Regions from separate parts of the Mus musculus genome. Here regions 2, 3, 4 and 5 are each linked to region 1. Evidence: chromatin contacts called from public Hi-C and HiChIP or PLAC-seq data. All regions are on one chromosome and are shown on one strand. Each heading gives the region's core, a stretch centred on a gene start, on an enhancer-like site or on the middle of the called end of the contact. The rest is flanking DNA. Distances are from core to core; before and after follow the strand shown. Region 1 has its middle 7.4 kb from the start of Gm40746. Region 2 has its middle 58 kb from the start of 4930556N09Rik. Region 3 has its middle 30 kb from the start of Gm46240. Region 4 has its middle 72 kb from the start of Gm46240. Region 5 overlaps Gm33897 (a long non-coding RNA gene).

The links. HiChIP or PLAC-seq counts read pairs in DNA pulled down with a chosen protein or histone mark. A called contact is a pair of places that touch in the nucleus more often than the background predicts.
Region 2: a FOXA1 HiChIP or PLAC-seq map of pancreatic cancer cells shows a contact between it and region 1. The contact joins two enhancer-like sites.
Region 3: a contact with region 1 is called in a CTCF HiChIP or PLAC-seq map of the NIH/3T3 cell line, with 6 read pairs. The contact joins two enhancer-like sites. A contact is called at or near these places in 1 of 15 datasets of contacts at CTCF or cohesin (the NIH/3T3 cell line) and 1 of 484 Hi-C or Micro-C datasets (bone marrow-derived macrophages).
Region 4: a Hi-C map of bone marrow-derived macrophages shows a contact between it and region 1, with 13 read pairs. The contact joins two enhancer-like sites. A contact is called at or near these places in 1 of 484 Hi-C or Micro-C datasets (bone marrow-derived macrophages) and 2 of 115 datasets of contacts at active chromatin or transcription factors (memory CD8 T cells and pancreatic cancer cells).
Region 5: a FOXA1 HiChIP or PLAC-seq map of pancreatic cancer cells shows a contact between it and region 1. The contact joins two enhancer-like sites. A contact is called at or near these places in 5 of 115 datasets of contacts at active chromatin or transcription factors (CD8 T cells, double positive thymocytes, effector CD8 T cells and 2 more).

What each region holds. Positions count from the first base shown.
Region 1 is chr10:96,186,834-96,189,867 of GRCm38.p6, forward strand. No RefSeq gene overlaps it. Among named protein-coding and RNA genes, the nearest start is that of Gm40746, 7.4 kb to the left of the region's middle. Within about 2 kb of position 1,493, at least 84 of the 459 cell types and tissues checked have an H3K27ac peak or open chromatin away from gene starts, as enhancers often do. A contact at or near this core is called in the NIH/3T3 cell line, bone marrow-derived macrophages and pancreatic cancer cells, where this site is marked.
Region 2 is chr10:97,092,540-97,095,573 of GRCm38.p6, forward strand. No RefSeq gene overlaps it. Among named protein-coding and RNA genes, the nearest start is that of 4930556N09Rik, 58 kb to the left of the region's middle. Within about 2 kb of position 1,557, at least 14 of the 459 cell types and tissues checked have an H3K27ac peak or open chromatin away from gene starts, as enhancers often do. A contact at or near this core is called in pancreatic cancer cells, where this site is marked.
Region 3 is chr10:96,870,264-96,873,297 of GRCm38.p6, forward strand. No RefSeq gene overlaps it. Among named protein-coding and RNA genes, the nearest start is that of Gm46240, 30 kb to the right of the region's middle. Within about 2 kb of position 1,403, at least 84 of the 459 cell types and tissues checked have an H3K27ac peak or open chromatin away from gene starts, as enhancers often do. A contact at or near this core is called in the NIH/3T3 cell line and bone marrow-derived macrophages, where this site is marked.
Region 4 is chr10:96,827,553-96,830,586 of GRCm38.p6, forward strand. No RefSeq gene overlaps it. Among named protein-coding and RNA genes, the nearest start is that of Gm46240, 72 kb to the right of the region's middle. Within about 2 kb of position 1,494, at least 41 of the 459 cell types and tissues checked have an H3K27ac peak or open chromatin away from gene starts, as enhancers often do. A contact at or near this core is called in bone marrow-derived macrophages and pancreatic cancer cells, where this site is marked.
Region 5 is chr10:96,721,064-96,724,097 of GRCm38.p6, forward strand. All of the region lies in intron 2 of Gm33897 (a long non-coding RNA gene), which reads left to right. Among named protein-coding and RNA genes, the nearest start is that of Gm33897, 6.8 kb to the left of the region's middle. Within about 2 kb of position 1,613, at least 146 of the 459 cell types and tissues checked have an H3K27ac peak or open chromatin away from gene starts, as enhancers often do. A contact at or near this core is called in pancreatic cancer cells, where this site is marked.

The DNA.
Region 1 (3,034 bases), core at 243-2,742:
ACTCAGCAAGGTTCCAGAGAGAAAGGTACCATGGCAAAGCATGGGTTTGCAAGAAGTGCACCCCAAAAAGCCGTGGGAATTTGGAATCATGGGCTGGCGTGGCAATGACCCACCATGGGAATTTAGTAAGCCAGGTGGAGAGATTTCAGAGCTTCAGATTAGAGAGTCTGCTGAGATGAGAACAGGCCAGTCTTCCCACTAGTGCCCTGCCAGCATAGCGTGGATTGCTTTTTTAATATTTCACACAACACACATTTTCAGAGGGTGGAAGGGAAAACACACAGAGCTATGTTTACAGTGAGCTCACAAAAAATGTCATGGGAAATAGGAAAATTTTAAAACAAGAAAATGTAACACTTTGAATGTATTTTCTGTTGGGACTGACTGAACAGGTCAGACAGTTCACACCATGGGGTGCTGGGTTTTTGTAATAACTCAGGCAATCTGGGAAGGTATTGTGACTCTTTAATAAATGCCCAGAGTGGAGGTCTCTACCGGGCCAGGGCCTTGTAGATCTGTACACACCAAGGTGCACATACCCTTGGAAATGGGGACAAAGAGCCACTACTGTGCTCTGCAAATAGGCCTTATAGGTCAGTCAACAACAAGCAATCCTGTAATTGCTCTGGCCATATATCAGGTGGCAGGGTAAAGGAAAAACGTGTGAAGCAAACACTGAGATGCTCAGTGTTGTCAGGAGGCCCGCACCGTTCTTCTACATTCAGCTACCACAAAAGCCTGGACTTAGCTCCCACTGCCTCTCTCTTCCGTTTCCTTTGTGGCCATTTTGATAAGGGGTGTGTGTGTGTGTGTGTGTGTGTGTGTGTGTGTGTGTGTGTGTGTTTTCTTGTGTAGGCACCAGAGCATGTGTAAGGGGTCCATCTTCGTTTTTCACAGCTGGAGGTTGGGTCTCTGTCTGCCAATATATGTTGCTAGGGTATCTGGTATGCAAGCTTTTGGGAGGGCAGGATTTTCCTTGCTCTGACTCTCATCTTGCTGTGGGGATATTGGGATTATAGACCGTGGTGGTCAGATTTACCTGCATTCTAAGGGTTTGGATTTGAGTGCCTTACCCATTGATCCACCTTGCCAGCCCCACTGGTATTTTTAATGCTCCTTCCCAACTCAGCAATACAAGGTACAACATGTTTCCTAACTCCCTTCACCACAATAGGTAATCAGTTCATCTGGGAAAGACTGCTGTAATTGAGTTTTCTATTCCCCTCGCCCCCAACTTCTCTACTTTGTCACCCTTCTGTTTGGCTTAGCTGCTCTCTGCCTGGGTACTGCATCCAATCCTGTCTTCTTCTTCTCCATCCCCAATGAGACTCTTCCCTCTGTGTAGACGATGCTCAGTTCCCTTCCTGTGTAAAGTACTTGCTTTTTCTTGAAATCTTGGCTTTGTTTCTCAGAACACCATCTCAAAGTGTCCAGCCCCCTTTACTGTTAGTTTTGTTTGGAGTGCACGTCCTATCCCTGTCCAGTCCCCACCATGACTCATTGATTTCCTGCCATTCTTTCAACATCACATACGGACGGCGGCTGGAGGACAGAGAGATGTTTACTTTGGAGAAGCTAAAGCTCACTTTTGCCAGCAATTGGAGTCAAAATCCTGGAAGGGCCCACACAGGGAAAAAAAAAATCAATTGTCTTTAAGCCCAAAGTGGAGAATTATGACAGATAAGTCAAAGCTGCAATAGAGAATAGAGCAACGTTTGGACGTGTTTTATTACCTCCAGACGTACGCAGAGATGTAGTAGGAGGCTCTTCTTTCCGAGACAGTCAGACTTAGACTGGGTGTTGAACGTGGCTGTATGCAGGTGGCTATAGTTTGCTATAGGTTGCTGCACACTACAACGAAGTGTTTGCTATAGGTTGCTGCAGACTACAACAAAGTATTTGTTATTAGTCTCTTAGACCAATGGGTGCTTCTAGATCCTGAAATTTTGTTGTCATTGAGTCATTTTCAAGTTTACTCTGATTAGACAATGCTTGTGACATACATCACTGCTGCGCTTATACTCTGTTTATTTTACTTTATGTATATACAGATATAATCATGGTTGTTCTGAGAAAATTTTGAGCAAAATAAAATATGCAAGTGACTCAGCCTTATTCTCTCTTCCTCTTTCTTTGAGTCTTGCAAAAATTGTCCAGTGAATTTTGGCTTACAATTAGGATAGAATTTCCAACAATTTCTAAATGCTCCTAAGCACACTTCTGACAGTTTGTACTACCTATTTATGCCAAATGGCACTCTTAACATTGATGGCTATATAAATATAAATTTATTTCTCAGAACACCGTCTCTAAGTGTCCAGTCCCCTTTACTGTTAGCTTTGTTTGGAGCAAATGTTCAATCCCTGTCCAGTCCCCAATCAAAATATTGATCTACTTTGAAAAACTGAAAGTGCTCTATGTTCTGAATGTAAAATAGTCAGAAGATTTAATTTTTTATGCAAAAGAAACAAGCACATCTCTCATTGGTATGCAAATAGACTTTTGTCTTTAGTAAATGATAGATTGTACGCATACAAAGTTTTTAAAAATTAATCTCAATATGATTTATTAGTAGTGTTTCATTTGTATACTTATTTTATATGCTTCTCCATCTGATGTTCCATCAAAATCTCTCTGGTAAAAAGGAGTCACAAGCGGAGAATCCCTGCCTTAGGGGCTGAAGTGATGTCTTAGCAGTTAGGAGCACTTGGTGCAGAGGACCCAGGTTTGATTCCCAGCACCCATATCAGTCAACTCACAGTCTTCAAGTCAGTAATCATTAAAGAGCAAGGTCACGTACCATCACTTTGTGTATTCTCTCTTAGCTGAGGCCACCAGGTCTCGGGGGGCCAGTACTAGCATTCAATACATAGAAAAAGATAAAACCTCAGTAGATGGCAATTAAAGTTTGCGCCCAAAGCTCTGACAGGTCTTTGCTGACCTGTGTACTGTCAGAATTGGGCCTAAAACATGCCACCGCTGTTTTCAAACAAGACACATTTATTTAATATCCCAAGTCTTTGAATTTGTTTCC
Region 2 (3,034 bases), core at 307-2,806, 910 kb after region 1:
AGAAAGGATATTTAGAAAGGATGAAGTTCTTTCCAAATTTCTACCTTCCCCTCCAGAAACGTTCTTAGTATGTACTTGGTGAACACTCCAGTGCACTGAAAATGGTAAGCCAGATCAAATTCAAGCAACATCCAAAGGCAAAAGTCTAAACATCCATGCATTCATTAACCTAACCAATCCTCTATCCATTCGTCCATTTGCTATCAAGGTGGCTGTCTACTTTGGACCAGACAGAATCCTAGGAACAAGGGCCACTGAACACGACAACACTTGTTCTTTGCTTTTATTGATCTTGCAACTGAAAAAACACAGCCAAGCAATAAGTACACAATGAGTGTTTGTTAGTACAATGGAAAATAACCGTTGGCTGGCTTATAGCCAATGATGAAGATTTAGGTAGCTATCTAAAGGTGGAGAAGTCGCTAAGAAAAGGTTAAAGAAAATATAATCTGAGAAGGGAGAAGAACTTTTTAAAATAGTTACATATTGTGAGTAGAAGTCAGAATTTTAAAAGAATTATAAAATATATATGCATGTGATGATGGGATGTGGGTACTGGGCAATAAGAATAATGGGAAGTAAGTTCACATAAGTAGTTATGGACCAGATTAAATGAATGATAGGTCAGTATACCACAATTAAACATTACTGTGAATGATTTAAGAAAAGACCCTAAAAGAAAGGGAGTGAAATTATCTAGCTTACTTTTTGAGTTGGCCAACAATCCTTGCTTCCAGTAAAATAGAGAATATAGATGAAAAATGCAGATCATTTAAAAAGTAGTTATAAGACCACCACAGTATTGTAGATGAGTCTGAGAGTAGATTGGACTGAAGACCTTAGAGTAAAATGGAGACAGATGAACAAATATGTTGTAGACTTGGGATGATGCCTTTGCCAAAACATTTTTATGTAGACATTTGAGAGTCTAGAAGAGACAAGGGTGATTATAGCATTCAATGGTTATCAGAGAAAGTCTACAATAATGTGTCTATTCCCTCAAAAGAGGGCATTCACGGGTCAAAGCAAAGGCTAACCAAGTTCAGGTTGGAGACCTAGTGAGTTTATTAGACTGATTCAGAGGACCACAAGTTAGGACCATATGTAGGAGCATGAGTGACTTAAAGGCAATTGCTTCAATTTGAAGTCCCACTATCACCATGAGTGATAAAATATAAAATCTGAAGAAATACCAATGAGTTCCATTTCCGGTCAATATTTTCACCTCCTCCAAATTCTACTGCCCCTCCTAAACTGCATGCAGCTGTGGCAGGAGGGAGGAGAGGCTGGCATGCCAAGTTAGGATCCAGTAATTCTCTATGATTATTCTGTAGGTGAACAGTAACACATCATTGCTAGACCTAGCTATCACTGTATCAGTCTGCCTCTTTGCTTGTCACGACTTCCCACTAAGACAGACTATAGGTTACCATAGCAACTCTGCTTCATGATGGTTAATGGTCGTGACATGTCCAAAGTAAATAGTTTCACTCTTACAATGGATGTCAATAGGAAGTTCAGCTGCAATGGTTTCTCATTTCATGCACTTTGGTTACTGAGAATCCTAGGAATTTCTTTCTGTGGACCTGGTGAGGTGTATGAATCAGGGTATTGGATCCCCTGTGGTTTGTGTGGACATTTTACTTCCTATTCATTCGTTCTAGCCTCCCCTGGCTTTACTCTTCCCAAGTCAGCTCAGCTCTCCCTCATGTCTCCTTTCCTATGGATCTAAGACATCTTCTGAGTCTTCGAAGAGCTGACTACCTTGCTGGTTCATTATGCATTCACTTGCACTCTGCTTGTTTTTCCCCCCACGACTAGATGTGAGCATTCTAATACAGAAATACCTTTGATTGTATTCTTTTTTGCTGTCTTTTGTGCAATTTCCTCCATCTGTCTTGAAGGTGCCTTTTGTTGTTGTTTTTTGTTTGTTTGTTTTTGTAATAGAAAATAGTTTTTCCTTATACACTGTATTCTGATTATGGTTTCCTATCTACCAAATCCTCCCTATTTGTAATGTATTGTTAGTTACACAGAGGGAGTAGCCATGAGGTACTCCATGAGACTAACAGGGATATATGGCAATACACATTTCAAAATCCCTGGGGCTTGAGGTATAGCCTGGTGGTAGAGCACTTACTTAGACTTAGATATCAGCTTTCACTGTTGAGAGAAATGCATCGTGTTCCTTGACTTCTATGGTTCTGTTCCCCCTTAGCTCAAGTAGAGAAGTTAGAATGAATAAACTTTAAGTTCCTTTTAGATTAATAACAATGATCAGTTAGTTATAGGTTCTGGACAGACGCTAATAGTTCTCTGACCAATATCTCTCAGAAGTTGAGGAGAAAATGTCCGGTGGAATCATTCTTAACTTACAGTCATCACTTAGATTCCAAGATACAAAAAGAGGATCATCAAAAATGCCAAGATTCTATTTGAACTAGATGCCTTCTAGAAAAGAAGTCTTTCTAGAAGGTCCCTGTGTGTGCTGAGAACTAGGACAGTCTGAAAGCAATGGTATCTTCTGGGAATTAGAGTTATTAATAATGCTGGCTTCCTCTGAATAATAAAGGCATTAGCTGAGAAGGAACTCTGGGAGAGAAAAGAAGGATGAGTGAACAAAGGAGGATAAAAATACCATAGACAATGCAAGCAGTCCCCTTACTCACAATGGAAATATGACACACATTGGGACATCCCAGAAGTAAGTGTGGAGGCACACATGGTAAATGGAATATATAACTATGAGCAAACACCCTCCACACTTTGAAATCTGTGAGTTCAGACAGTACCCTTGAAAACAATGTTATATAACTGGAGATGATGGGACTGTATTAATTTCAAATATCTGCTGGCCTCTTTCAGTGTATCAGGCCCCAATTGAAGTATTAAGATACGGTTTTTGAACTCCTAGAACTAACATTAGACAGGATCAGGAAATGGGTAAGATAATAGATGTTATAGAAAAAAATAGAACAAAAATTATAGAAGATTAAAGAGTTAGAAAAATAATAGCCACATTATTTTTCTATCC
Region 3 (3,034 bases), core at 153-2,652, 680 kb after region 1:
TTTGCAGTGATGGCCGACTAGGCCATCTTTTGATACATATGCAGCTAGAGACAAGAGCTCCGGGGTACTGGTTAGTTCATATTGTTGTTCCACCTATAGGGTTGCAGTTCCCTTTAGTTCCTTGGGTACTTTCTCTAGCTCCTCCATTGGGGGCACTGTGATCCATCCAATAGCTGACTGTGAGCATCCACTTCTGTGTTTGCTAGGCCCCGGCATAGTCTCACAAGAGACAGCTATATCTGGGTCCTTTCAGCAAAATCTTGCTAGTGTATGCAATGGTGTCAGCATTTGGAAGCTGATTATGGGAGATAGAAGAGAGAATCTCAGGTGCAATGTCTTTATTCTGGGAAATTAAATGAAAAGGGGATGTGAGGTGAGAAAAATAACTAAACTAGACTGGAGAAGAAGGTAAGATGAAATGAAGAGGCAGAACTAGCAGATGCCTACAGTAGATTAGGAACACCAGAGCCTTTCATCTTGTCAAGATGGAGGTATTGTTGGGAAGCCACATGAGCGCCAAGCGACATAGCTCCAACAAATTCAGCAGAGGCCAAGAAGCATGTCCTTAAGTCTTCCTGTGAGATGGCTTCCAAGTGCGATGTTTGTCTGTGACTCTTATTTAAGATACCCAGGGAGCTATCAAATGTTGTCCGTAATTGATTGACAGCCACATGAAAAGAATAAATATTTCAAACTGGAATAACAGAATAGATTTCTCCTGAGCCTTAACTTAATTCCTCTTTTTAAAACTCTCTTTCTTTTTCCCTCCTCCCTTCCAGAACTGCAATTGGAAAAAAAAAAGAGTAAATATGAAGAACTACATTGAGACAGTTGTCTGATTATTTTTTTAACCTGAGAATGCAAATGGATAAAGTTTAAAAACAAGGAGCGATGTCAAACATAATCAGAACTTTATATCCTGCAATATAAACTTTTGTAAGCTCAGAGAATCAGCCAGAACAAAATGTCTAATTGGTTTAAAATTAAAGTCAAGGTTAATATTAATAAATACTTTATAATTCTTTGTAAGTTTATTTGAATGGTATTGGCTCAAACTAAATAGATGCCATTTCTTTAAAGAGAACAGTGTTTAATTAATACCAAATGACTTAGTGTGTGGAGTTACTGTTTGTTCTGTGGCCCAGGCTTCCAAGCCTGTGTTTGTGTATGTGTGTGTGTGTGTGTGTGTGTGTGTGTGAGAGAGAGAGAGAGAGAGAGAGAGAAAGAGAGAGAGAGAGAAAGAGAGAAAGAGAGAGACCCACATTTGGTAGACTTCTACAGAATGCACACATATATTTTCTTTTTGCCAAAAAGTAACAGAAGCCTTCTGAAGGCGTAAGGCTTCATCTCTTTGATAGAGCTCTTAAAACGAGAACAAGAGTGAGCCAGAGTGGACAGGATGTGGGTGTCTGACTCACAGCGCAAGGCAGCCACATGCAGGGTCAACAACCCCACCCCATCTGTGGCCTGCCCTTTCCTCTGATCTTTTCAGATATTTCATGTGATGGTTGGCTCACAAACAGTAATGGCTTCTTGGGAATGTCGGTCATCCGAACTACCTGAAAGATAAGAAGCTCCACCTTCCTTTCTTATCCTGGCCTCCTTGGTAAAGATGGAAAGATATTGTTCCTTCAGATACACAGTAGGGAGGAAAAAGATGAGGAATCCAGGTTTCCGAGCCTTCATAAGTCTGAGCCCTGTGACTCACCGACAGACCACATGAGACAGAGGCCATGTTCTTGTATGTTTTGGTGGTGTGCAACTTTTTCTCCTCTGAGACAGACAGGAAACATGCCTAATTCATTGTATAGCAGCTATATAAGGCTCTGAGGATAAATACTGACTAAATCCCAGGAGTATTTTAGTGAGGAGCAGTATGCACATGAGCCCATAACTACTTACAGAGTGGCTGAGAGGCTGCTGAGTAGTGATCAATGTCTTAGTTTAAGGGATATAAAAACAGTTATTACAATATATCATAATATAACATAATACAGTAATATATATATATATGTACATATAAGATACATACATAATGTTATAACTCATGAAGCGGTAGATGGAAAGAGAACAGAGAGGAGGAAATACTTAACAGGGAGGACTGGACTCCACTGTGTTAATTAGACAAGGCTCTGGGAGAGGAAGAGCTATGCTGGGCTGGACGCTGCAATATACTCAATGAACATCAAAAATGATGAGAGGTTTCAGGTAAAGGGAAGAGTCTTTGAAGAGCACCATCGCTGAATGTTTAAAACAAGAAAACTGAGAAAAGAGAAAGGGCTAGAGCTCTTGGAACAATGGAAGGAATGAGAAGAGAAGGAGAAAGGTATTCATTCATTTTCTAATCTAGCCTGCAGGCTGCACAGTCAGTGACCCCGAAACAATGGACAGTCAAGTGTGCTTTGCAGTGTCTCCGGTAGCCCAGGTTGGCTTCAAACTTATTCTGTAGGTGCAAACCTCATTCTCCATCCTGAAAACCCCCGAGTTCTGGTGTTCCTGGCATGTGCCACACCTAGATGGGATTATAATTTTGTTCTTATAATTTCTGGAGTTTATGTGGTTGTTGGTAAAATTCTGTTGAAACTGTGATGGAAGAAAACTCTCTCTCTCTCTCTCACTCGCTCTCTTAATCTCTCTCTCTCTCTCTCTCTCTCTCTCTCTGAGGTACCGTTTCACTATATACAGCAACCTGGCCTTCAATCACAGAAATCTGCCTTTAATGAAAGAGCTGGGATTAAAGACATATCCCACCATATCTGGCCATTTTCTTATTTTTCAGGCAGGCTTGTTGCCTGCACATAGAGCTTATAGATTTGGCCATATTATCATCTGCAAGCTCCAGGAATCTTCTTGTCTCCAACACTCTGGCGGATTACAGGCATGCACTGTTGTACCTGGTGTTTTCTTTTTAGGTGGGTGCTGTGGGGGGTCAAATTCAAGTCCATGTGATTGCATGGCAAGCATCTTATGACCTAGCTATCGCCACAGCTCTATTTCTGTAGATAATTTGGTTGGTTTGGTTGGTTGTTGGTTC
Region 4 (3,034 bases), core at 244-2,743, 640 kb after region 1:
TAAGAAAGTCCATGAGATAATTAACATTTGTTGATGTTCAGCAATGGGTAGCTCTTGTAATAACATTCATGGCAATAAGAGGTCAAGGTATTCATTAGAAAATGGCCAGGGTGCCTTGCACAGAGCCAGTATGAAATCTGGGAAAACTGAAGCTGGATTTCCTGGGGAAAGAGGATTTATCTGAGATGAATGGCCTGAGCCAGACAGAACTGACCGTGCGCGTGTGTATGTATGTGCACATCTCTCTCTATGTCCACAAGAAGAGTGCTACAGATAAAAAAGAAAGGGAAAGTCAACTTTGAGATTGTAACTTGTACCAGTCTTTTTCTTTTCAAGTGTGTTGTGATTCTATAGATCATTTTATTCGTGAAGAAATGCTTAAAATACAAAGAAATGCCCCTCTCGGGATCCACAGAGAGGACAGGGTGGAGCTGGGACAGGAACTCGAGCTGGCCTGAGTTCCATAGTTATTATTATTCTGGTGTTAACTACATGCGTATGTATGTCTGTGTGTAGGTATGTGCACGTGAGTGCAGGCTCCCCTGAGACTCCCAGAAAGCATCAAACCAGTGGGCACTAGTGACCTTCATAACCGTGGTGCGGGGAACCCAGCTCCTGTGCTCTGCATGAACAGTAAGCCCTGGGAATCACCAAGCCATTCTCTAGCCCCCATACTTCCTCTACTGCTGCACTTGTAGGTCAAGGAAGGAACACTTGAGAGGATGTGATCAGACATCAGATAAATAAAACTGCTTGAGGGAGAAGCCATTTTGCTTTGTGAAAAACAGTGGAAATGAGTTTGGGAAAGTCTTGGTTTTTCACATATAAATTCTAAGAAAGCAAATTTTCTATTGGGTATTTTCAGTTCATATATATATATATATATATACATATATATACACACATATATATATATACATATATATAAGTTCTTATATGTATATATATACACACACATGTACACATATTTATTTGTGTGTATATAGAGAGTATATGTGCATGTATATATATAATTTCTAATGAACATGTAAGGGAGATGATACTTCTGATCATTCTACAGAAGAAAGATAGAAGGCAAATAAGGTGTCCTGTGCTCATGACACAGAGCCAAGGTTGAATTTCAGGCAAGCCTAATTCTGAAGCCGAGCTCGCTCTGTACACCTGTGGTCCTGTCATGTGGCTTGTGCTGGTCTCCCTGGAAATCAGGCACAGTCAATCAGCTGCCCCTCGTCTCCTTATGTAATAACCTGGAGAGTAGGGAGAGCCATCTGTTTCAAGAGAAGCATATTTGAGTCCATAAGGCAATGGGTTGGCAGAGAACAGAAGGATTATGACATTGCCATTTGGTATCCCTGACTTAGTCTGCATTTGTAAAATAGAAGTACGTGGTCAAACATGTTGATTTCAGAAGGCTACCATTATCACCATCCAGAGGAAAGCACAGGCCGCGGTACATCATATGGAGAATAAGGGATATATTTTAGGAGGATGACTTCAGCCATGAGGTTTTTGAGCTTTTACTTCCTGAAACCTTTGCTTCCAAAATGACTCATGGGGTAAGAATATTTTGATATTGAGACACACGAAGCAGAAAAACAAGCACAGGGGAGAAAGTTGGATTGGTATTAAGAACACAAGATCACACAATGATTGAAACATTTAGAACCAGAGCAGTGGTTTCAAAGGAAGACTGTAAATATATTGAAAATTCAGAGAGCTTTCAGGATGTTTACATACCCAAATTCAACCCCTGGCAGGCTCCAAGAACGAGACCCAGGTCTCCAAGAAGTTGCTCTGGGGACCAGCCTCCGTTTAGAGTCACTGTCTGAGAATTTGAAAGCTTATCACGGGAGGTTTATTGTTAGCTGTTGTTTTAAGTTTATTTTTGTGGTCTTAAAGACTAAAATCACGGTTTTCTTTAATTGCCTTCTCAGTGTTGAAAGCTGTCTAAGTATTCAGTATCTTTTCTTGTCAATAGCCACTCTTTGAAATCCTGTCCTTGATAAAACACTGGCTACTATGAAAATAGGAAGGTGGATGTCCATTGTCTATCTTAATATAGTTACATTTAATCAGAAAGAAAAAATGAGATTAAAAGTGGCAAGAAATAGGTCAGCCATTTAATAAACTAATAGTTTTGTTTTGTTTCGTTTTTTAAAGGAACTCCAATTAATTCTTTGGCATGTTCCCAGAACCCCTAAAACACGTGCTGAGCATGTTATATACTCAGAGTACCTAAACAGAACTCACCTGTAGTCTTCTTGGGATTTTCTATGTCATCGCTGACTTAGTAATAGCTCCAGTTCTTATGTTAGAGAAGGGAATTCTTGTCCATTTTCAAATGGATGAAAACTATTGAGAGAGATTTGGGTCCTACATTTTCTCCTGTTATGTAGGTTAGCAAGGAAGTGGCATCGGAGAACAGACCGTAATCTTTTTTTTTTTTAATTAGGTATTTTCCTCGTTTACATTTTCAATGCTATCCCAAAAGTCCCCCATACCCACCCCCCCAATCCCCTACCCACCCACTCCCCCTTTTTGGCCCTGGGGTTCCCCTGTACTGGGGCATATAAAGTTTACAAGTCCAATGGGCCTCTCTTTGCAGTGATGGCCGACTAGGCCATCTTTTGATACATATGCAGCTAAAGACAAGAGCTCAGGGGTACTGGTTAGTTCATATTGTTGTTCCACCTATAGGGTTGCAGTTCCCTTTAGCTCCTTGGGTAATTTCTCTAGCTCCTCCATTGGGGGCCGTGTGACCCATCCAATAGCTGACTGTGGGCATCCACTTCTGTGTTTGCTAGGCCCCGGCATAGACTCACAAGAGACAGCTATATCTGGATCCTTTCAGCAAAATCTTGCTAGTGTATGCAATGGTGTCAGCGTTTGGAAGCTGATTATGGGATGGATCCCTGCATATGGCAATCACTAGATGGTCCATCCTTTCGTCACAGCTCCAAATTTTGTCTCTCTAACTCCTTCCATGGGTGTTTTGTTCCCATTTCTAAGAAGGGGCAAAGTGTCCACACTTTCA
Region 5 (3,034 bases), core at 363-2,862, 530 kb after region 1:
CAGGTTTTCTTTGGTCTCCTTCTAGTCCCCGTGAGAAAGACTGCTTCTCTGAACAGGATAAACCCATGTGACACTGTGAGGTTTTGCTTTGACTTCTCAGTCTTGTGCCCCAGTCTCACATTGGGTAATTGTCATCTGCCAGCCTGTGGTCGACAGTCTTTCTGATTCTGAAGTGGCCATCGTATGGAGTTGTTAGTCCTTAGAAATCACAGAGCCACAATGGGCAGGGTCCTGAGATCTAGTGTGAAGACTCTGTCAGGCCAGATTTAGCTCTCCTTAATGAGGATCTGCCTGCACTCACTGTCTTTACCACAGCCCCAGGGGTGAATAATTTCCTTTATTTTTTCTATAAGGAGTGCGGGGTGGGGACGGGTATCAGCGGGAGCCTTCGGGTGTCTTAAGCAGTCAGAGGTCACATGTCCTGCTTGTGATTTGCTAGGTCAGCTGAGGCGGGCTTGTGATGCTTTTGTAGTTAGCTCTTCTGTGTCTTGAAAGAATGGATATGCAGACAAGGCTTCTGTGGGATGGGATGTGCTATTGGGTCGGATAAGGGAGGTGTGCCCTTGAGAGCTCCTCTAAAAGGAAAAAAAAAATTGGCTAGAAAGATAGTAGGAGGTCTTTGTGGTGAGATAGCATGGGTGGAGGGGGTATATTCCAGCTATTTCAGAAGTTTGCGGGTGACTGCTCAGGTGGCTTGTGGGGACAGTTTTTGTTTGTTTGTTTGTTTTTAAAACCAAGCCTGTGAAGCTGGGGATGTAGTTCAATAGGTAGAAAGCTTGCTTAGCTTAGCATGAATGAAGCCCTGGTTAGTATCCCTACTACGGCGTTAAACTGAGCGTGGTCCCGTGTGCCTTTAATGCTATTTAATTCCTATACTTAGGTGTTGGAGGAAGGAGAATCTGCACACACAGATTCATCTTCTATACATACCAGCCTGGATTACCAAAATGAAACAACGAGAAATTGGGAGAACATAGTGAGCAAGTGGGCTACACAACAAAAAGGTCAAATGCCCCGCGCTGTACTTCAGAACACGGATGGCCAGTCTCCCTTGTTAGTTCTGGTCTCGTGCTCAATTTGGGCCATAGTAAACACGGGAAGGCACACACAGCCAATCCTAGAAGGTGCAGAGGTTAGCACACTCTGGCTTTGTCTCTTCATGATCCAGATGGCACCAGATCTCCCAGAGCTGCCATGCTTTTAGAAATATTCCCAGAAATTATTACGAGTTTATGAAGGATGACAAAACCTCTTCAACTTCCGATGCAAACACATTTGCGACAGAAAATGGATTAACTTCTGATTCCTGTATGTTCAAACCCTAGTTCAGCTTTTTCATCCACCTGGGCATAACAGTGGGGCCGAGTTTTTCCTCCTCCTGATGTCCTTTGTTCCCTCCTTTCTATTTCCTTCACTTGTTTCAAACTACGGGCAAGAACCAGTCTCTTCATGCATGTGAATTTCCCACTGGCAGGATCCCAATGCTCAGATTCACTGTTTCCCCAATGAGACTCATTCTCTGCTCAGCGTGTGATAGAAGCGCCTGGTCCTGCTTTAGCCCTGCCTGGGCCTGTCCTAGCAGCTTGTACAAATGTAAACACAGGCACTACAACTGTGGCTCACTGTGGAGGGCGGGGCTAGGGGCCAGGGTCCAAGACACGCCCAGAAATGCTCTCCCTCCCTTCGGGTTGCTCCTCCCACAGCCTGCTTGTTTCCAGAGCTTTACAGTGGAGCCACAAAACAGGAGGGTTCTATGGGGGTAAAAATCCGCCTGTTCTGGGCTGTGGCAATTTGCAAGTCCGTGGTATTCGTCCCTTTAACAACTTCCTGCAATGACATTTCTGTCAGGATGATGGGCAAATATGTGGTCAAGGCTTTAAATGCCAGATCCACACAGTTCATTGTTTTTACTAGCTCGCCTCCAGGAGTGGACCTTGATACCCACAAGAAGAATTTAATTAATTAGGCTGTGCTATGTATCTGAGTGCTTTTCCACATTTCTCTATTGTCTCATTTGCAACAAAGGTGCAAATCGCGGCCTTTGACATTTCCGCTGGAAGGAGCTCTCTCAGAGAACTTCATGAAACCAACCTCACCACTCTGGAACCGTGCAAGGAAAACCAGTGTTTTAAAACCATGGTAGACTTGAACACGTACTTCCCTTGCATGACATGAAACACAGAGACAACATACTTACATGGTTCAGGCCAATGAGAACAAATTCCTATCTGTCAAAACCACACAGGCAAACAAGAAGAGCCAGCCCACAAGTTGTCTTTAGTGTGACCGGAGGAACAACAGTATTTTACTCTAGTCTGTATAGTAAAAGTTACTCTTAAAACTCAGTATCACCAGACACTATGGTTTGGACATTGCTGTCTCTGGTCCTTTAAAGAAGGCTAAGGAAAGGTTCTCCATTCTCTTTTAGAAAAGATGAGATAATATTGGATTGCATGGATATCTGCTTAGACACATAGCCACTTTCTGAAAAGAAGAGAAGAGAAGAAAAGAAAGAGGGTATCAGGTTATGTCTTCTTGTGGGAAGTGCTCGTGTCCCACTTTCTGTGGCTTCGGCTGGGCTCTAGTCCCAGGATGCTCTCTCCATATCCGGGCCTCTTGCTCATGCGCTCCCCAGTTCTTTCTTGTCCATAGTGAGAGACTCAGGGCTGGATCCATCCACAGGGAGCTTTGATGAGAGGCAGGTTTTACATCTTTGAGAATGTCTGCTAGGATTGTTTTGGAACCTGTTGAAGAATGAGGCGAAACAACAAAACAGAGCCACAAGGTAAAAGACGGGAGCCAGAACACACAGGGTGAGCATCCAGTCTTGAGACTACATTTAAAGTCCCAGATCCGCATGCGGCTAAATTCAACTTGTTTCTGGCGTTTGCGCCTAACCCGTAGCAGCCATTTCTTTGTCGCAGGCAGTTTTAGTTGGGTCTGTTTCATTTATAGCCGCTCAGTCTGATTACTAGCCCGGGTGATAGATAGAGCACCTTCTCATTTAAGTTTCACAAAACTCCTTTTACAGAAC